Regions from separate parts of the Sus scrofa genome. Here region 2 is linked to region 1. The links are chromatin contacts, called in public HiChIP or PLAC-seq maps. All regions are on one chromosome and are shown on one strand. The core of a region is the stretch at or near the end of the contact, and the rest is flanking DNA. Distances in the headings are between cores, read along the strand shown. Region 1 has its middle 61 kb from the start of TPRA1. Region 2 overlaps PLXNA1 (plexin-A1).

Region 1 (3,856 bases), core at 577-3,076:
TCTCTTAGAGGCCAACCCCAGAGGCAGCACCTCAGGGTGGGAGAGGTGTGCCAGCTTCTCAAGTCCTGAGGCTGCCCATGCTGCTCCCTGGCATGATGGAGGCCCTTCGGCCCCATGACGAGCCAAGGGCGCCCTGTCACAGGCAGCCCTGGTGGCTGCACTGCAGAAACACTAATTGGGAAGTGAGACAAGCTGAGTGCTTTAATGAGCTACCTTGTTGTAACTCTAACTGGTTGGCGTTATTTACAGAGATTCTGCTAATGAGGTGCCTGTCAGAGGGGGAGCACACGATGGGGGAGGAGGGGAGCCAACCAGCCTGACTGCAGAGGCCAGAGTCAGAGAGAAGAGAAAGAAGCTTACCTGTGCCGAGCTCCTCCTGGACCACGTGATCCCACTCCTTGTCCAGAAGCCAGCAGGTGCAGATGAGGTAAGAGCAAGGGAACCTGCTGCCAAGCTGACACAGGGAGTCCAGGTCAGTCCAGGTGACTCAGATGGCCAGCCCCTCGGGGACCGGCTGCAGGCAGATGGCAGGTCCACCCAGACCCACCCGAGGTGGCAGGAGGAGCAAAGCATGTGACAGTGGGGAAAAGCATCGACTAGCATGGAGCACCACTACCCCCCCAACCTGGACACACAGGACCCACTGAGAATGGGGAGCGCCTGGGCTCCCTGGGTTCACACACCTGCTTCCTGGGTTGATCCTGGACAGGCCAGGGTCCCCCAGCCACCCCTCAGGGCCTCCTCCCCTAAGGCCTGATGGTACTCTGGGCCATCTGCCCTCCCGAAGTCCATCCACCCTAGGCCTGGGAATGACTCGCCTGCAGTTTACTGGGCTCAACCTGGGTCAGGAAGTTCATCAGTCTCTGGTGTACATATTGGATTGTAGCCAAAATAAAAACTCTGACCTTTGGTCTCAGTTTTTCCACCTGCAAGATGGGATTAATAAAATCTGCCTTTCTGAAAGATGGTGAGATGCCGAGAAAGGTTCAAGAAGTGCCCGGTAAACTGCCAGGTGCTGACCTTAGCCTTGTTACCATTATTAGCAGCAGTGTCCTCTGGCTGCAATGCTGACACCAAGCTCTCCGTGCCATGAGGACACTGCTCTGGCTGTGCTCACCTCCCACTGGGCCCTGCCCCGCCTTCTCCACCCTCACTATCACATCCCCTCCTCCCCTGCCACCCATCAAGGCTGACATCTCTTTAATGATAACATCTGTGCATTTCCGTGGGAGCCATAGAGCCCCTCCTGACAGCCCCTATTCAGAGGGGATCAGGTGCTCAGAACTTTGGGAAGAGTTGAGTCTTGGGGGGAAAATGCACTAATTGCCAAGTGTTGCTGTTCACCCTGATGTGGTAGCAAAAGGAATATTTATGTATATGTTCAGGAGGACCAGTGAAACCAGCACAAGTGTGAGATGGTGTCCGAATGTCAGTGCCAGGAGCTCCTCTCAGGGCCTTGCTGCCAGACTCCTCCCTTATTCCACAGAGAAGACATGGGGGCCCAGAGAGGGTAGCAACTTGCTGAAGGTGGCTCAGGACTGGGAAGGAGGTCCAAGGCTGGCTGATGCCCCAGGCCCATGTGGCCTCCACACAGCAGCTGGTTCATCGAGAACAAAAGCCGTGCATTCCTCCTGCATCTCAGCATGCGGCCATCTGGGGCGCTGCCTGCCCTGCAGGGCTGCTGTATTTGCAAGTGCCGCCTGCTGGGGCCCTTGTCCTGGACAAGGGGCCTGCAGAGACCCTTCTCTGAGGCTGGAGATCTGTCCCTCAGTAGCCAGGACGGTGGGCACAGCCCCACTGAGCAGCCATCTGCGGCTGCTGAGTTGTGAGACATGGGCGCCAAGTGCTGCAACCAAGGCTGTTGTCCAAGGGCCAGAGCGCCAGCCCTGGCCATGCCTCCACAGCCTCTTGGAACAAAGCCACTGTAAGTAGGTGGAGATTGCTTCTTAACCCAGACAGCTCTCAGCTCAAATCCCAGCTAGGCCCACCTGCCCCTACAACCCCAGCGAGCTCTCACCCTCTGTGTCTGACTCCGTATCTGCTGGTGTGATGAGTTGGGCCCTGCAGGGTTGGTCTGGGGCCTGAAGGGTGGGTATGCCACCCAGGGCTGCTCCCTACACTGAAAAGGCATCAGGGCCCCCACCAGCAAGCACAGGACAGCAGCTGTTCAGCCTCAGCGCATTTGCTGGTATAAAAATTTGGCGGGAGGTCCTATGGACAGGCCCCAACTCCCACATGTCTGCACCCCACCCCTGCCCCACTCCCTGTGGCTCCCACCAGCCCCTGAGTCCACATGGTCTCCTGAGTTTGCCACCATGAAGGGACCCTTTTTGCATGGCTCCAAAAGGTGAAGCCTATGCCGGCCCCCTTCCCTCCTGCTCCCAGCCAAAACCCCATTGCGCTCTTGGCCCAGGTCAGATAACACGGCCCCGCAGGGCTGCCCCATTCCCTTCTGAGCACAGGTAGACTGTTGGCAGGTACACTTGACCATTCAGCAGTCAGTCCGGGTCCAAGCTCTGCAGACACAGCCATGAACAAATCTGACTAGGGCCACATCTTCCTGGAGTTGCTCTAGTGGAAGGGACAAACCGCTAACAGTTTGGTCAACAAGGCAGCTTAGGCAGAAAAAAATGGAACAGGGTGTGCACTGGACCAGTCAGGGAGCAAGGGAGTGTAGAGTCAGCCTGCAAATTTCCGTTTAGCAACACAACAGGCAAACATCACAGCCTCACGCAGTGAGGAGCTGAATCTTCACACTGAACGGTTCTGATGTACCTTAACCTGAAGGCGGTCCCTCTGCCCACGCCCACTGCCACCACCTGGACAAGCCCCCATTTGCTCTCTCCTGCATTATTGCAAGAGCCTCCTGGCTGCATCCCCCACTTCTGCCCTGGAAGCCCCTTCAGTCACCACTTAGCCCAGTAGCCACAGTGAACATTTTAAAATGCAAGGCAGAGCTCACCATCCCTCCACCAAAACCCAAATGGCCCCACATTACCCCAAGGAAAAGCTGAGGTCTTCCTATGACTTAGACGGCCCTGCATGACCTGACCCCCATCAGCTCTCTGTCCTGGTGGCCAGTCCTCCACCCTCACCACTGCCCCTGTCACAGTGTCTCCCTGCCATTCCAGGAAAAATGCCAGGCACGTCCCAGCCTCAAGACCTTTGCACGTGCTGTGCCCCTGTCTGTGATGCTTTCCCCCAAATACCCAAGGACTCACACCAGCACTTCTTTAGTTCTTTCTGGCTCCAGGAGGCTGGGGCCACCTTCTCCATTAGCCAAAACCAAACGTGGATTGGTGCTGGGTTTGGCTGTTTCTGCTCAAGGCAGGGCGCCTCCAGGGACATCCACCAGGAATTCCCCGCAGTGCCAGCCACACCCTCTGGGAGCTGTGCTTTGAGCCAGGGCTCGTCCTTCCTGGCCTCCCTCCTTCCCTCTCTCTTTCCAGAAGGCTCAGACCTGCTCCAAGGCTGGGGCTTCCCACCCACCTCTGTTCCCTTTCCCTGTTTTCCACAGGCGTTCCCAGCAAGAAACTCCTTACAATTCCAACTCCATCATCTTGACATCTGCTTTTCAGGAACCCCAGCTGACAGTGTGTCACCTTTCACCCAAACTGCAAAGAAGGCTTCTCAGGTATGGAGTCATGCACAGCCCAGCAGAGTAGGGGCAGTTCAGTGCTCCTACCGTCCGGAGCAGAGTCCCCTGGCTGGAGCCTGGAGCCCTCTGGCCCTTTCCTGGGGAAAGTACCTGGGCTGAGAGGCTGGCTGACTGGCCTTGCCCCCACTTTTAAGCTCTCTGGCCCTCAGTCTTCCTCAGCTGTAGAACCAACATGCTGGTACCTCCTCCATTGTGTTC
Region 2 (3,856 bases), core at 749-3,248, 370 kb before region 1:
AGCTGCCTTGGGGGAGTTTCTTGCACAACCGCAGGCCATGGGATCCATTGTTCTCTGAGGAAGACCCTGGGCTCAGAGGGGTTGAGGGTCTTGTTCAGGGTCACTGGGTAGGACCTCCAAGCCAGGCCTCAGCCCCTGTACTCCTGCTGCCCTGGCCGTACTGTGGCTCAAGGAAAGCCCAGCTGCCCTCTGGCCTCAGTTTTTCTACCTTTGCCCTGGGAGCGACACTGGTTTGTCCTCATAGCAGGGGGGTGGCCCTTCTTTCTTGTGTCTGCTGCTGCACAGTGGGGGCCCTGTCACAGCAGGGCTGCCCTCCACACCAAGGCTGCAGGTGCATGAGTCTGATGCATAGTGAGGCGTTCAGTCTTCCTTGTTCAGCTAGAGAAACTGAGGCTTGAAAGGGCAGTGCTTGCTGATGTCACCATGCCCACATCACCTGCCTCCTTCCTGGGCATTGTCACCACTGCCTCCTCACCTTCTCACGGGTCCCTCTTCCTTCCCCTCGGCCCCCAGCCCCAACCGGGCCTCCCCTGTTCCATTTGCAAACCTCAGACCCTAGCCTGCTGCAGGGCCCGCCCAGACCCCGCCTCACCCGCCTCTCCGGAACCTCATGCTATTGATCGCTTCCTGTGCCCGCAGTCGCATTCTCTCAGCTGGCCCCTCCCTTTGTCTTTTAGGTCTGACCCCTGCTCCAGTCCCGAATAAACTGTCCTGTGTCCCACCAGCCCCTGAGCCCGCCCATGTGGCCATCACTGTGTGGTGGACCTTCCCCTCCCCCCACCCCAGCTACATCCTTGCCCACTCCCCCTCAAGGTGGTCTTCCTGGTGGGTGCGAGATGTGGGACCCACCCTGGGCTCCTGCTCCTGGGCCTCAGGTGATGTCCAGGGCCTTGGTTTTCCTGTCTGTCGAATGGGTCTAGGAAGTCCTGCGTCCCCTGGTCTGGATGGGCTGCCCCCAGGTCATAGTCTCCCCCCAACCACCCCCTGGTGTGGCCTGTGCAGGCCCCTTGAATGTGCCCTGGGCTCCCGCCCTGGTAGTGGAGAGGACCGGAGCCGGCTGTGTAACCCCCCAAGAAGGCACCTGGGCCTCACCCTCCTCCCCCCACAGCCCCTGCAGATTGACGACGACTTCTGTGGGCAAGACTTCAACCAGCCACTGGGTGGCACAGTCACCATCGAGGGTACGCCCCTGTTCGTGGACAAGGATGATGGCCTGACCGCCGTGGCCGCCTACGACTATCGGGGCCGCACTGTGGTGTTCGTGGGCACACGAAGCGGCCGCATCCGCAAGGTCAGCGGGGCAGGGGAGGAGCTGGGAGTCGAGCTGGCCTCGCTCTGGGGCGATTGGTGTGTATACAGTGGGGGTGATCGCCTCCCATCTCACCCTCTTTGGGGGCTGCTTCTGCCTCTGGCCCCTGTCGAGGCCCTGGCTGGGCATCAGAGGCCTGACGGTGGAGCCCCTCGGGCCGGGAGCAGCTGGCCCTGCTCTCTGAAATCGCACAGTGAACTCCTGGGAAGGCTGTGTGCAGGGCGGGGGCAGGGCAGGCCTGTGAGGCTCCCTCTTCTCCTGGGATCCAGTGTCTGCTGAGGCAGTGCTCTGCCCTGGAGCACGGCCCCCAACCACATGAGACAGCAAGGCCAAGGGCAAGGCAAGGGACTGGTGTGAGAGCCTCCGCGTGCTCTAGAGCAGGGGCAGTTTGTGAGCCCCTGCATGTACGAGGTGGGTTGAGGGGGCAGGGCCCATCCCACATGTGTAGGTCTCTTTCCCCGAGAAGCTGCGCAGAGCCAGGCTGGGCTGGACAGGGAGGGCGTTCTGGGGAGGCAACAGGCAGTGGGTCAGCAGCAACTTGGTGGGTGCGGACCAGATCAGGGAGGGTCTGCTGTGGGGGAAGTTCCTGGAGCGACAGTAGGGTGGGGGGCCTGGAAGCTCCCGAGGGTCAGCGCAGGGCGGGGCTGGTAGATGAAATAACAGCTGTCCTGAGGCTGCTGCTGACACAGCTCCCCGCCTGGCGTGCGCCCGTGGGTGGGGGCTGGGCCCCAGGCCAGCGAAGGCCTTGCCTGCTCTCAGCTCTGGTGCCAGAGAAAGTGGGAAGTGCCTCCTGTCTCTGCCAGGTCAGGTGTCCTCAGTGTCATGTCCCACTGCCCCCCCCCAGCTCTGTGATTCCGGGGAAGGGCCCTCCCTAGCCTTGGCTTTCCCATCTGGGAAATGGGCCTGAAGTGTGGGCTCTGGGCTGGGGTGGCCATGAGGCAGTGGGGCCATTGGGGTGGTGGCTGGCCAGCTCTGGCCCCCGCCACCCTCTGGATCAGCGTCTGTGCCCTCAGCCTGTCCTTGGTGTGACCTCACCCCCACCCTGGGTCAGGCACTGCCTGGGCCCTGGGTGTTACCTGCTCCCCTTCCAGGTCTGGGCCTCCCCCCAGCACACATGCTCTCTGCCTGCTGCCCTGGGGCTGGGGAAGCAGGGAAGAGCTGTGGACCCGTGGAGGTGTGTCGCTGGGTTGTGCCTGGCAGGGGCCTGTCCCACTGTAGCAAGACCCTTCTCGGGTGTGGCTGCCAGTGAAGCCTCTTGGAGACATTGCCACAGGGCCTCAAGCCTGTCACCCAGCAGAAGGGTAGGCTCCTGGGGCTGGGAGCAGCCCTCTTGCTGGCTGTCAGGCTGGGTAGCTGGCCAGGCATCGTCCTCACCCATAGGCCACTCCACGAGGTGCTGAGAACAGGTCAGTCCATCCCTGTCTCCAACTGCTGCCTTTCAGCCTCACCCCCACGTTACTGTCCTTGACCCACCAAGGGGACACTGAGGCTGAGTGGGGACCATGGAGGAGGCCTGAGCTCTCTGGGAGAAGGGGCTACATCGGGAGTGAGGAGGCCATGGCTGAGGGCCCCTCGTCCTCTCTGCTCCTCCCCTCTACCTGCCTCCCTGGCGCCATCACCCCTACACTGGGGCTGGGCACAGGTGCCCTCTGGGGTGTGTGGGGTCAGCCATGCCCAGGGCCACTGGCTGGTAGCAGCAGTCTGAGAGTCAGGGTGTCGACCCGGCTGGTTTTGAGCCCTCCCCCAGAGGGTGCCTCCCAAGCCTCTTCCACCCACAGGGAGGGTCCAGGGAAGCTGTTGTAGGGTGTTTGTAGGTTTTGTCAAAATGGCTGCATTCCGGTGGTTCCAGCCCTCGTACCCCCAGCTGCGTGCCCGGGAGTGCCATCCAGCCTCTTTGCGTGCTGCGTGGTGGCAGTGCTGGGGCCTTGTAGCAGCCCCTTGTCCATGTGACGTGGAAACCGAGGTGCACTGGGGGCAGTGGCACATGTCCAGGGCCTCCCTCCCTTCCCTGGGGTCCCTGGAGGAAAGGAGGTGGGACCCCTACTTTGGCCACCTCTCTCCCGCTTTGAGGAATCTGGGGGCTGTCAGGGCAGCCCCTCCTTCTAGAAACCTGAGTGGCTGGCCACATGCAGGGTCTTCCTTCCCATAGCCCAAGGCATCAGCTGGGGTGGGGGTGTTCCGGGGCCAGAGCCAGGGCAGGGAGGGCTCCAGCCCAGCCCCATGCCCCCTCCCTGCTGCTGCCTAGCTACCTCTCCAGGGGCTCCAGGACCTTTGAGGGAGCTGGGCCCTCGGGCTCCCTCTCCAGGATTTAGATCCAGGCCCTTCCCACCCTGAAGGCTGTATCTCCTTACCCCCTTGCGCTCTGTGCCCTGTGTGTGGGGCCCTGGGAACTCCCACCTACCTTAGACCCTGGGGTAGGCTGTTGGCACCACACCCTATCTTACCCACGCCTGGTCTGCCCTGAGCTTTAAACAGCGACTAGAGCTCTAGGGACGTGGCTGGCTCTGGGCCACCTCCAGGCGGTACTGTGTAAAATTGTAGCCGATT

Evidence for each region. HiChIP or PLAC-seq counts read pairs in DNA pulled down with a chosen protein or histone mark.
Region 2: a contact with region 1 is called in an H3K27ac HiChIP or PLAC-seq map of skeletal muscle, with 7 times the contacts expected there. The contact joins two enhancer-like sites. A contact is called at or near these places in 1 of 47 Hi-C or Micro-C datasets (fetal skeletal muscle) and 1 of 2 datasets of contacts at active chromatin or transcription factors (skeletal muscle).

What each region holds. Positions count from the first base shown.
Region 1 is chr13:72,721,056-72,724,911 of Sscrofa11.1, reverse strand. No RefSeq gene overlaps it. Among named protein-coding and RNA genes, the nearest start is that of TPRA1, 61 kb to the right of the region's middle. Within about 2 kb of position 1,826, at least 5 of the 83 cell types and tissues checked have an H3K27ac peak or open chromatin away from gene starts, as enhancers often do. A contact at or near this core is called in skeletal muscle, where this site is marked.
Region 2 is chr13:73,088,948-73,092,803 of Sscrofa11.1, reverse strand. PLXNA1 (plexin-A1) reads left to right here. Exons shown (of 32, transcript XM_021069450.1): 3 at 1,109-1,291. Among named protein-coding and RNA genes, the nearest start is that of PLXNA1, 7.9 kb to the left of the region's middle. Within about 2 kb of position 1,998, at least 10 of the 83 cell types and tissues checked have an H3K27ac peak or open chromatin away from gene starts, as enhancers often do. A contact at or near this core is called in skeletal muscle, where this site is marked.